Regions from separate parts of the Zea mays genome. Here region 2 is linked to region 1. The links are chromatin contacts, called in public Hi-C maps. All regions are on one chromosome and are shown on one strand. The core of a region is the stretch at or near the end of the contact, and the rest is flanking DNA. Distances in the headings are between cores, read along the strand shown. Region 1 holds the start of LOC100192051. Region 2 holds the start of LOC103630934 (G-type lectin S-receptor-like serine/threonine-protein kinase B120).

Evidence for each region. A called contact is a pair of places that touch in the nucleus more often than the background predicts.
Region 2: a Hi-C map of leaf mesophyll shows a contact between it and region 1, with 2.9 times the contacts expected there. The contact joins the promoter of LOC103630934 here to the promoter of LOC100192051 in region 1. A contact is called at or near these places in 8 of 25 Hi-C or Micro-C datasets (bundle sheath, ear, endosperm and 3 more).

The regions. Positions count from the first base shown.
Region 1 is chr6:32,353,803-32,356,639 of Zm-B73-REFERENCE-NAM-5.0, forward strand. It overlaps LOC100192051, which reads left to right and starts at 1,449. Exons shown (of 2, transcript NM_001137474.1): 1 at 1,449-1,602. The coding sequence starts at 1,555.
Region 2 is chr6:32,556,213-32,559,049 of Zm-B73-REFERENCE-NAM-5.0, forward strand. It overlaps LOC103630934 (G-type lectin S-receptor-like serine/threonine-protein kinase B120), which reads left to right and starts at 1,483. Exons shown (of 7, transcript XM_020539885.1): 1 at 1,483-2,752. The coding sequence starts at 1,483.

The DNA of each region.
Region 1 (2,837 bases), core at 199-2,698:
ATAGATAATCAAGTCTTTGGACCATCACACTTGTTCACTTATGTTGAACTCTGTTAGCTTTGCATTAAGCACCTGTTCAACACTTAGCACACTTGTTAGTCCTTTAATTGGGTTGTCATCCAAACACCAAAACCCATAAGAGAGCTTTCAACATCGTGCCTGATGAGGTGCTTCAGCAGCGGCAGGCAACATCATGGTGTGAGTAACTGTTGGCGTATTTTTTGGCTGAAATTTCCTTGTTGTCTATACATATAGTAAGTCAATTATATTGTCTCTGTATCTTTATTTGCTATTAATAGTTGTACCGCAGAAGTCCCATTATTCCCTACTCCTCTATCTGTTGAGAAATAATTTCTTTGTTTTTTTTATCTCTACTTGATTCACCTAGACCATTTTGCTTTGTGTATATGTAATTGATTCTATCTCTTTTAACATTACGTGGTGCTAGGAAATGAATCAACTTATGTTACATCTATCTGCCAACTTCTAATTGTGTTCTTAGTTATGGACTTATATTACCAAAGATCTGTCTCTGTAGACCTGTTAAGAACAGTGTAGCATATATACTAACTTTTGTTGCCTTATCAGGTTTTAGTCGCCGGCGTTATTCCTTCTCTATATGTTGCATTACAATATCAATTTCCATCTCTTGACCATGCGCAGGAGGAAACATATTTATTTGTTTCATACCAAATATAAGAATTTTCCTAATCTTTACCATCAACATTAACCTTCACACTAGTGTGTGTAAATGGCAATGCAATTGGAGACGGTAGAAATGCTCTGGTATTTAACACGCACAAAAAACGCCAGCCTTTGATTCGGGCTGTTTCCTCATTTCTCTCCTCATTCGATGGCTGCATCCGGAATTCCGGATAGATTTTTGGCATGTAAGAAAGGAAACCAAAAAAAGCGCCATTTCTTTTTTTTGGTCTTCAACGATCACAGACAGCTCTTCTTGTACACAGCTCTTAAATAATATTAGTTGATCACAGACAGCCTTTGATTCGGGCTGTTTCCTCATTTCTCTCCTCATTCGATGGCTGCATCCATCATGTTAGAAAGGAAACCAAAAAGGCGCCATTTCCATTTTTTTTTTTTTGGTCTTCAACGATCACAGACAGCTCTTCTTGTATGGTTACTTGTCAAGTACCGTACCGTTTGTTACGAAGGGACGGCAGCGCCCGCACATGCATTTTGGGATTACAACCTGCTTTTCAACCGAAAGACAAGTAACCGCAGACATGGTTTGGTTTTGGTTGCATTGCATGACGAGATTTGGATCACAGCTGGTTCGTTTTTTTAATTAAAAATTAAATTATAAATTATAAAGACTACCACGTCAATTGACACGCGGAGTCGCGGACACTCTCTGATCCGAACGGCCAAGTAATAAATTATAAAGACTGCCCTCCCTCCTCAAGGCTCCAGCTTTGCGTCTGTGGCCAACCAGGCGCCTCCCTCCCACCACCCGGCTCTCCACGCCGCCGCCGCCGCCGCCACAAGCGACCGCGCATCCGCTCTTCTCCCTCCCTTCGCTCTCGGCGGCCGGCGATGGGGGAGACCGTACGGGCGGGCGACGTTGCAATCACGACTCACGAGGTACGCCCACTGGCCCCGTCCCCCCTTCCTTCCTTCCTTCCTTCTCTGACGAGCGGCCTCCGATCTGACGCGACCGGCGGCGACTTCGTTTCCGGGTGGGTAGACGGTGTTGTACGGGAGACTGCGCGCGGCCGCGACGACGGATCAAAAAAATAAAAACAAAAACAAACGAATCTTCCGTCCCCTCGATCCGACAAAGTGCGTGGGCGCCGCGGCGTGGCGTAGTTGGCGCCCCCGCGCGCGCGCGCGCATAGCCTGCCTTGCCATGCCACAGTCGCTTTCCCCCCCTCCCTTATCAGTTATCACCCAGCCAAAAGCGAGGCCAGGGAGGGGTGGTGGGGACTCGGTCTTGTTCGTTTCCGCCGTCGGGTTTATTCGCCGGGACCGCGGTTCCATTGCTCTCTGCTTCTCTAGACACCGGCGGCCGTCGCCGTCCTCGCCAGCCAGTCCTACTCCTACCACTCGCCCGCTCGTCCGCGAGCGAGCTGATGGGTTGCGTCGGTCGGCTCGGCTGATTGGGTTCCGTCTTCCGTCCTCTCAATCATTCGGTTCCGCGACCTGGGGTCCTAAGACCTAAGCGTCGCGTCCGTCCAAGGCCACGGAGAGTCCTGGTGGCCGTGCGGGCACTGTGCGCCCGTGGAGGTGTCGTGTCTCGGTGCCCACACGACAACGACGCTCCTCTGCACCCCCGTCTCTACAAGTACCACCTGGCTGACTCCAGTTTCCCGACGCCATTCCACGTATCTCTTGTTTAGGCCGGGCTCGAGAGAGTTGGGCTCCGAATCCTGGGTGGGTTTGGAGTTGGAGAATCGCCTTCGTCGCTCGACCCAGAAAGATTCGGTACCGCATCCTCTTTTCCCATACCGACCTTCAGGAATCTACTTTTTCTTCTTCTTTTGTGTGTTTGTGCGCTTTCGGGATAACAGACGATGCCTGAGGAATCTACTTTGTTGTTCTTGTGCCTTCGGGATAACAGATGCCTTCAGCCATCTTGATCCTGCCTGCCTGCGCGTGCCTATCTGGTGATGGTATACGAATCTGTTTATGAGGTTTTACTTGCCTTGGCCTTTGTTCCATTGGTTTGCTTCGATCGGGGAGACTGTAATGTAGCTTTGTCCGAGGGCATAAATAATCTGTGTGGATATTCGGTTCCTGTCCATTTTTAAGGGCGCTGCTTGAATCTTGTATCCGTTTTTTTCATGCACTTGTCTGCACTCAGAGATGGTGGAAATAGG
Region 2 (2,837 bases), core at 233-2,732, 200 kb after region 1:
AGAGCCATCGGAACCTGATCAAAGTTCATTCGCCTCATGACCAGCCTTGTGTAATTAAACTGAACCACAACTCCAACATTTCTTTTTCAGTTCCAACTTCCATGGGAACAAATATGAAAGTGGACGACCTTGTTCAGATCGAAGTAAACTTAAAACCGCCTTGACCACAGGGTCAATTTTTGGGAAAGGAAACAAATGATCAATGCATGTTCAGTTCCAAGGCTGTCTCCAGCATGAGGCATGAGCTGAAGCAAAAGCCCGGCATTCCTTAGTCCAAACCTCCAAGAGCACGCATAGTAAATCCAACTTTGGTTGAACCTGCATCACCAAGGAATATGAACACAACAGCAGAATCAGTTGCAGGAACGAGCACATATTTTCAAGTGAGAAATAGCACAATTTTTTTTGAACATAAACGGGCAAGACCTCCAAGAACAGTGCAGCACAGTATTTTCAGTTTATTATTTTATTTTGTTTACTGCATTTTCTTGAGGAAAATAATTATGCAAATATTTGTACACTGTTTTAGCTCAATAAATACTGAGAAAATTTATGTAGTGCTCACCGAGTTTTTCAAAGTCTAAGTTTATAAATTTTAGCCAAGTTTTGTTGCGTATAATTGTTTTTGCTCTCTATTAATTGGAGAATTACATAGATGTTGACACTAAGTTATTTAAAATTTTATTTTATTTTAATTCTATCCAAAGAGCAAAAGAGCCTCTGGTCTAGTGGTTAAGGGGTTCCAAGTAGCACCTCCAAATTGGGTTCGATCTTCCTCGGGGGTGAGTTTCTAGCTTGATTAAAAAATCTCTTCGTTGTGTTCCGCCCGCTCTCAAGTTATGTCCTGTGCGCCATCCTTCGGCTGGGCGTTGCAGAGTGGACGGTGACGACCCCGCTACTGATGGGAGGTCAGAGTTCGAGGATTTTTTTGACCGAGACCATGTTTCAATCTCTTCTAAGCCATCAGTGGCGCCTTGAGTGCTGACCCCAAGCATTGTACCAGGGGGACGGTACAAAGATGTTTTATAATAAAAGTATCTTTTTAGTACTATGTCTTTTAATTTAAAACAATGCTGAATTTTAGTAGCAAGCAACTTATAATTAATTTAAGAAAAAGAAATTTGAACTGAAATGTCGTTCCACCACAATTAGGGGCTGTTGGGTTTTTAGGTGTAATTTTGAGTCACTCGATTTTATTTCATTTTAGCCTCTAAATTGTCAAATACAAAAATTAAAACTCTATTTTAATTTAGGTTCTAAATTAGAACAAAATGAAGGCACTAAAAATTAGTCACTATAAACCAACACCCTTTAATTAGCTAGCCCCGAAAGTCACCAAACCCATATGCATTCATACTTGTGCACACTGAACCATGGTATAAACATGATGTTCCATTGATCTGAAGCCACACAGTTCGTCTGGTCTGCCGTGCTTTCCTCGGTCAAAGTCCATATGTGTTGCCAGATTTTTTATACTGAATACTTCCTTCCAACATCCCTCCCACCAATCGGTGTCATGAAAGCCACCAATCGAGATCGTTGTGCCAACAATCCAGCGACCAGCTGACACAAGCTAACCCACTCTCGCCCGGCGACGTGCTCATCTCCAAGGACGGAGCCTTTGCTCTCGGCTTCTTCTCCGCAGGTAACTATAACAAGAGTTTATACGTCGGCATATGGTACAACAAGGTGCCAGAGCACACCGTGGTGTGGGTCGCCAACCGTGACAGCCCAGTCATCGCCCCTTCCAGAGCGAAGCTCGCCATCACCGGAAAACCAGAGCTGGTGCTGTCTGACTCCCAAGGACGCATCCGTTGGACGACGACGAACAGCGCCGCAGCTGGGGGCGCTGACGCTTTTGCCGTGCTACTCAACTCGGGTAACTTTGTCCTTCAAACGCCAACCGGCGAGACCATATGGCAAAGCTTTGATTACCCAACTGATACCTTACTCCTAACCATGAGGTTATTGCTCAATCACAAGGGTCAAGTGCCAACTCGCATCATTTCTTGGAAGAGCCCTGATGACCCATCCACTGGGAATTTCTCCTATGGAATTGGTCCCAACTGGAACCTTCAGTTCTTCACTTGGTACGGGACCTTGCCGTACAGCCGCTCAAATGCGCTTAACGATGCATCTATGTCCAGTGGCATGTACCTCAGCAGTGGTGCCTCCATTGTATACCAAGCCATTGTCGACACAGGGAACAGGCTCTACTATATATACACAGTCTCTGAAGGATCACCCTACACACGTATCTGGCTTGACTACACCGGTAAGATGAGGACTCAGAGTTGGAACAGCAACACATCATCTTGGATGCTCGTTTTTGAACGCCCCCATTCTAGCTGCGATCTCTATGCCCAGTGTGGTCCATTCGGTTTCTGCGATAGCACAGGCGATGTCCCAACGTGCCGGTGTCCTGAAGGGTTCGAGCCCATCGATGGTGTCAACTATTCGAGAGGATGCCGGAGAAAGGAGGCACTGAGATGCGGGAAAGAAGACAGCTTCGTCACCTTGCCAGCGATGAAGGTTCCTGATAAGTTCTTGTACTTGCGCAACAGAAGCTTCGACCAGTGCGCAGCCGAGTGCAGCAGAAACTGCTCATGTGTAGCTTACGCTTATGACACCTTGAGCCTAGGTGACAGTAATGGCGACACGTCGAGGTGTTTAGTTTGGACTGGGGACCTCATTGACATGGAGAAGGCCAGCTTCCATGGTAACTTGTACCTCCGGATTGCTGGATCTCCTGGTACGCAACTTTCCAGTCTACCTCATGTTCCTTTCACCCGCAGCGACATTTGCGCATCAGTTGTGTGAACACCAATAAGGTGTAA